Regions from separate parts of the Anas platyrhynchos genome. Here region 1 is linked to region 2. The links are chromatin contacts, called in public Hi-C maps. All regions are on one chromosome and are shown on one strand. The core of a region is the stretch at or near the end of the contact, and the rest is flanking DNA. Distances in the headings are between cores, read along the strand shown. Region 1 overlaps INPP5A (inositol polyphosphate-5-phosphatase A). Region 2 holds the start of INPP5A (inositol polyphosphate-5-phosphatase A).

Region 1 (2,700 bases), core at 14-2,513, 69 kb before region 2:
TGCTCCCAGCTAATCGTGCTCCAGATCTGGCACCACCTAACTGTCAGACAGTCAAACAGCTTCTTCAACAGCAGGTAATTCTGATCCACCGAGAAGGTTGTTATAAAAAAAAAATAGACAATCATTTTAAACAAAAGAAAAGGCTTTCTGTGAATCATACTATTCTATGTACTTTTCAATGGATGCACTTCTGTGAAAGCAGCATTTACATAACTTAGAGTAAATACTTTTAGTAAAGATGTAATCCTCATCATGATGTAAACTGCTCACATACACACACCAACCTAAAAACCTCAACAGTTTAATAGAATAAAATCACTGTCTGTTGAACTAAACTTATTTAATAAAGAAACTTACCGTAAAATGTTCCTGTGATTTATAGTTCTCATCCAGGTAAACTCGAGCTCTGTTGTAGTCTTTCATTGCATCACTTGATAATAATTCTCTAGAAGACAAGAGATTGAAAATATGAAAGGACATGCAAACATATTATCTTGCCTTAGCATCATTCTCTGTACTGAAATGTCCTCAATAACACACAGAGGAACTGCTGGCTTCCAACCCATATTGGAATAAAAGTTTCCTGTGGTACGGCCATTTGCTTACATGCTGAGAACATCACCTCCACTTTCAACACAAAATCCCAAAATGTCTAAGTGCCATTTGGACACAGTCGTGAAGGACTCAAGTCTCTGGACATCTGAAAATTACATAAAATTGGGCAACTCGTGCTAACCACCCCATGATCTCAACCTTAAGAGCTTTGTTTTTTTCAACTCCATTACTTGCAGGGTGAAAGCAGTCTTTTGACTTGATAGAAGTTGGCTTTCTAAAAGCAGCACGTTGAGGACTTTGCCATTTGTGCCTTGGAGTGGTACATGATGCTGGTCCAGGTGCTCTTATAGGTGACTTCAGAAAATGAGGCTCATCTGAAGGTGGTCAGGGAGTGTGAAGGGACACAAGCCTCCAGTATTCAGATGAATTTTGATGCCGCAAAACAAGCCCTTGGTACAGCTATCTTTTGGAAGTCAGGCAGGCTTTTGCTGAGCCTTGGGACCCAAAGGGTGATTTTCTCTGTGCTAGACTTGGTGAGCCATGCTCCGAGAAAGGAACATCGAGCAGGTGGGTGGGCTGCTCCGAGGTGCCTGCAGGAGCTCCCTGCTGCCCCCTGCCCGGGCTGGCACGCAGCAGCCGTGGGGACGATGGCCCTTCATCCCCCAGCGAGCAGAGGGGCCCGAGACACTTCTCTCCTTCCCCCTCTGCCTGGCACAAACAGAGCCGACAACCTGGCATGTGAACTCACGCAATAACACCGCACTTCATCAGCCCACATGCTAGAGAGTCTGCTCATTTCAAACCATGATTTCATTGTAAATGCGTAAAATTGACCAGGTGTCAAGAAAAGAAAGACAGCTTTTACACAAACTTATGCAACACGTACACGTTACAAATGCAGGGTTGCCTCGGTGGCATTTACTCCTCAAGCCACTGGCGCAGCCCGCAGAAGAGGAGCAGCAGAGGGCACTGCTGGACCGCTGTCACTGCCGGGCGCCACGAGCCCCATCCTCACGCTTAATTACATCACATGTGCCCACTGTAAAAACCCTCTGCGAGCATACACGGCACCTCTCTGAATACCAGAAAGAGGGATAAAGAAAAAGCAAAGAAAGGACTACCGGAGCTATTGACATCACTCACATAACCAACAGGCTGTATTACTTCAGCAGGAGGCTTGGAGCACTGCTGCCTCCTGCATCTAGGAGCGAGTGCGAACAGGCGAGGATTTTAAATTCAGTGACTTAATTTTTTGATCCATATTTTCTAACTCTGCATCCATAAAGTATTGTTATAGAAAATTATTTCATTTACAGAGAACTTTCTAATGGAGCTGCAGCAACAGCAGTTACTGAATGTTAAATTAATACAGTCTTGCCTTAAGATTCATCCCCAGTCTACACACGTAACAAATAACTTATTTCTGACTTTTATTTCTTACTTCCTCAAACTCTGCACCTTAGATTTGCTGATGATTTTGACAGGATTCCTTCCGACTAAATGCTCAAGTTAGAACTCTATTCACCCTGATTTATAAACGTTGCATATTTTTGTCAATCAATTGTGCTTTCAGTATTGCTTGCCTTATATCAACTTCTGTCCAACTCACACCAATTTCCCAGTGTCACCAGCTATTTAAAACATCACTGTTATGAGAAGGCGCTGGGAAACATCTACCCCAACTACTGCATAGAAGCACATTTGCCTAGTAACTTCCTCCTGCAAGGTCATATGACGTCAAAATTTCAGTCTATACACTTTGAAATACTCTGCACACTTAATGACTTCTGCCTGGAATAATATACTAGCAATACAAAGCAACTTTCCAGCTACTTACTTAACAAACTTGTCCACATGAGACATGGAAGCTTCATAGTTTTTTCCTCCAAATTCTTGACAGTGTAAAGCCATGAAGTGGGGTTTGTGTGTATGTACAACCTGAAACAAACAGATAAACAAATCTTTAAAAAAAATGCATTCACAACTGTTAACAGACAGAACAAGTGATCTAAATCCAGATGTGTTCTTTCTGAAAGTAGGAATATCAGCTATTATCTGAGAAGCAACTGGCAGAGCAGTAATAAGCAGTAAGTGGAGCATCACTTGTTAGTACACATAAAAGATTTATAATACACAATAATAATC
Region 2 (2,700 bases), core at 91-2,590:
CCATTCCCCACCCTGCAGGGAACACGTCCAGATGAGCCCGTCTTTGTTGCTGCAGAAAGCGTGTTCCTCGGCGCGAGGCAGAAACTTGCTAGAGCACGGGCGTCCCCCCCTTTGGGCATGCCGAGCGATGAACAACGCACGCACTTCCCTTTCTCCAGCAGCATTAGCGAGGCGCAACCAGCAATTAGGAACAACCAGGAAATTATTTACTCTCACAGCACGGGATTTCGCAAATGACAGTGCTCCGGAGCGGCTTTATCACCGCCAGCCACGCCGAGGAGCGGGGCAGAGCAGAGCAGTGCCCGGGGCGCCCTGCCTCGGGGGGCAGCCGGGGCCAGCGCCGCGGGGCTGTGCGGGGCAGGCAGCAGCACCCCGGTACCGCGCAGCCCCGCTGCGGGTGGGCACCGCGAGCTGCGGGCTTCCCATTTCAGCGGGACGAGCGCTCCCGTAGCTGGCAGATGGCTGCTTCACCGCCTTCCCCGCCACCCTCCCCACCCGGCTCACGGCCCGCAGGCAGCCCCTGCCCCGAGGCCCCGCTGGAGCCGGGCACGTGCGGGCCGGTACCGGGGCGGCCGGGAGCGGGGCTCCTCCGCCGCGGCCCGGCAGGACCGGGAGCCCGGTAGGACCGGCTCCGCGCACAGGGGCTCGGCTCGGCGGGGCGGCTGCGGGACGGTCCCGGGCGCGCGCCCCAGGCAGGCGAAGCCCCGTGCCGGGCCGGGCCGTGCCGTGCGGCTCCGCCGGGCTGCCCGCGACAGCCGGGGCCGCCCCTCCCGCGGGCTCCGCACCTGCCGCCGCCGGGGCCGAGCCGTGCCGGGGATCGGCGGGCGCTAGGACCGCGGCGCGGCGGCCGGGAAGCGGCGCTGCGGCGGGCGCTGCCCCGTCCCGGTCCCCGTCCCGGTCCCCGTCCCGGTCCCGTCCCGAGCCGCCGGTACTCACGTCGTCAAAGAGGGAGCCGACGTTGGCCGTGACCAGGAGCACCCCGGCGCCGGCCGCGGCCCCCTTGGCCGCCATGGCGCCGGCGCTGGCGGCGGGCGGGCGGAAGCGCGGAGCGCGCCCGGTGTCGGCGGCGGCGCTGCGGGGAGCCCGGGGGCGGGCGCGGGGCGCTGCGGGGAGCGGGGCGCCGGGCCGGGCCCGCCCCGTCGGCGCGGCGCGGGCGGGCGGGGGGCGCGGGCGGCGGCGGCGGCGGCGAGTCCTGGCGGCGGGGGCAGCCCGCGGACATCCGCGCCGCCGCCGGGGGCCGGGCGCCCTGCGGCTGCTGCGGGGCTGCGGCGCTCAGCGCTCGCCCGCCGCCGCCGTCGCGCTGCTGCCGGGACGGCTCCCGCCGGCGGAGGCTGGCGCCGGGCCGCGGCGCATGGCGGGGGGCGGGGCGGCCGCGACGGGGCGGGCGGCGGGGCTGGGCCGGGCTGGGCCGCGCGGGGGGCGGCGGCGGGGCCGGGCCGGGCCGTGCCGGGCTGGGCGCTCCGCGCTGCTGCCGCCGCCGCTGCCGCCTGCGGGGCTGGGGCCGGGCGCCCGCGACGTCACCGCGGCCCCGCGCGGCTCTTAAAAGGGCAACGCCGGCACCGCCAGGCGCCCCCGGGAGGCGGCGCGGGGCAGCGCGGCACGGCCCGGCCCGGGGGGTCCCGCAGCCCCCGGCCAGGGCTGGGCAGCGGGGAGCAGGGAACCGCCGGGACGGAGCGCCCCCGGCAGCGCTGAGCAGCGGGGCACGGCCAGGAACCTGCTCCTGCCCCACGTGCTGCTCCCCAAAAAGGCCGTGACCCCCCCTCACCGCATCCCACCCGAGGGGCTGCACACAAACACAGCTCCAAACAGCGGGCAGATAAACGCCTCTCCTCATCAGCCTTCGGGTACGGCTCGTGCAAAGTTACGGCATGTTACACAGTAACTGGCAGAGCCTGCTCACGGTCAGTCAGTGAGCCTCCCTGCTCTCGGCAGCCCAGCCCAGCCGTTCCTGCTGGCCACAAAGGATGGGGTCAGACACGACCAGAAAATAGCCAGTTTGCAAGCAGGGCAAGCAGGCAAAGAGGGAACTGGTACCCAACTGCTCCAGCTGACATCAGCAAAGGCACGAGGCTGCACGACTTCCTCAGCACTGAGGAAAATGAAAAAGAGCTAAATAAAGCCAGCCTCCAGTGCTGGGGGATTCTCCACATCATTATGGCAATCAAAGTTACCAGCCAAGGGCCAGGGAAAAACGCCCCAAACTCCTGACCATACAGGAGGAACCACGCTCCCCTAGAAAATATGGTCCATGAAATAAGGCATCAGAGGAAGGGATCCCAGCAACAATCCAAGCATAAAACGAGCTGACAGCACCCAGTCACACAGGACAGGTCTCAGGAGCGTGCCAGCCACGGCAGGCCCTGCCCCACGGGCGCTTCAGGAGCAGGGGCTGGGGTGAGCGGCACTGCTGGAGCTGTGGAGAACAGGGTGGGCAACCACCAAGGCAGCAGGGGTGTGAGCAGACACCTGTGTGAAAGCTGCTGCTTGGGAAAGGCAAGGCAGAACCCCTTGCAGCGTGCCACAGCGAACAGTCAGGTACTGTTGACCCAGGGAGGTGCCGACCTTGCCGTACCGTGGCGATGCTCATCACGTATCAGTTCTGTGCTACCAGCAGCTGGGGCAATGAGCACTGCTGAGCCTGCTCCAGGAGGTGGTCCTGTCCCCTGGCACTGGGCTGGGGAGCCCTGACAGGCGTCCCCT

The links. Hi-C and Micro-C count contacts between places; a contact is called where the count stands out from the background.
Region 1: a contact with region 2 is called in a Hi-C map of subcutaneous adipose tissue, with 2.1 times the contacts expected there. The contact joins the enhancer-like site here to the promoter of INPP5A in region 2. A contact is called at or near these places in 3 of 8 Hi-C or Micro-C datasets (liver, skeletal muscle and subcutaneous adipose tissue).

Annotation. Positions count from the first base shown.
Region 1 is chr6:41,204,349-41,207,048 of IASCAAS_PekinDuck_T2T, reverse strand. It overlaps INPP5A (inositol polyphosphate-5-phosphatase A), which reads right to left. Exons shown (of 16, transcript XM_072039961.1): 3 at 2,393-2,493; 4 at 358-445. Among named protein-coding and RNA genes, the nearest start is that of INPP5A, 69 kb to the right of the region's middle. Within about 2 kb of position 1,263, at least 1 of the 8 cell types and tissues checked has an H3K27ac peak or open chromatin away from gene starts, as enhancers often do. A contact at or near this core is called in subcutaneous adipose tissue, where this site is marked.
Region 2 is chr6:41,135,375-41,138,074 of IASCAAS_PekinDuck_T2T, reverse strand. INPP5A (inositol polyphosphate-5-phosphatase A) reads right to left here and starts at 1,340. Exons shown (of 16, transcript XM_072039961.1): 1 at 937-1,340. The coding sequence starts at 1,011.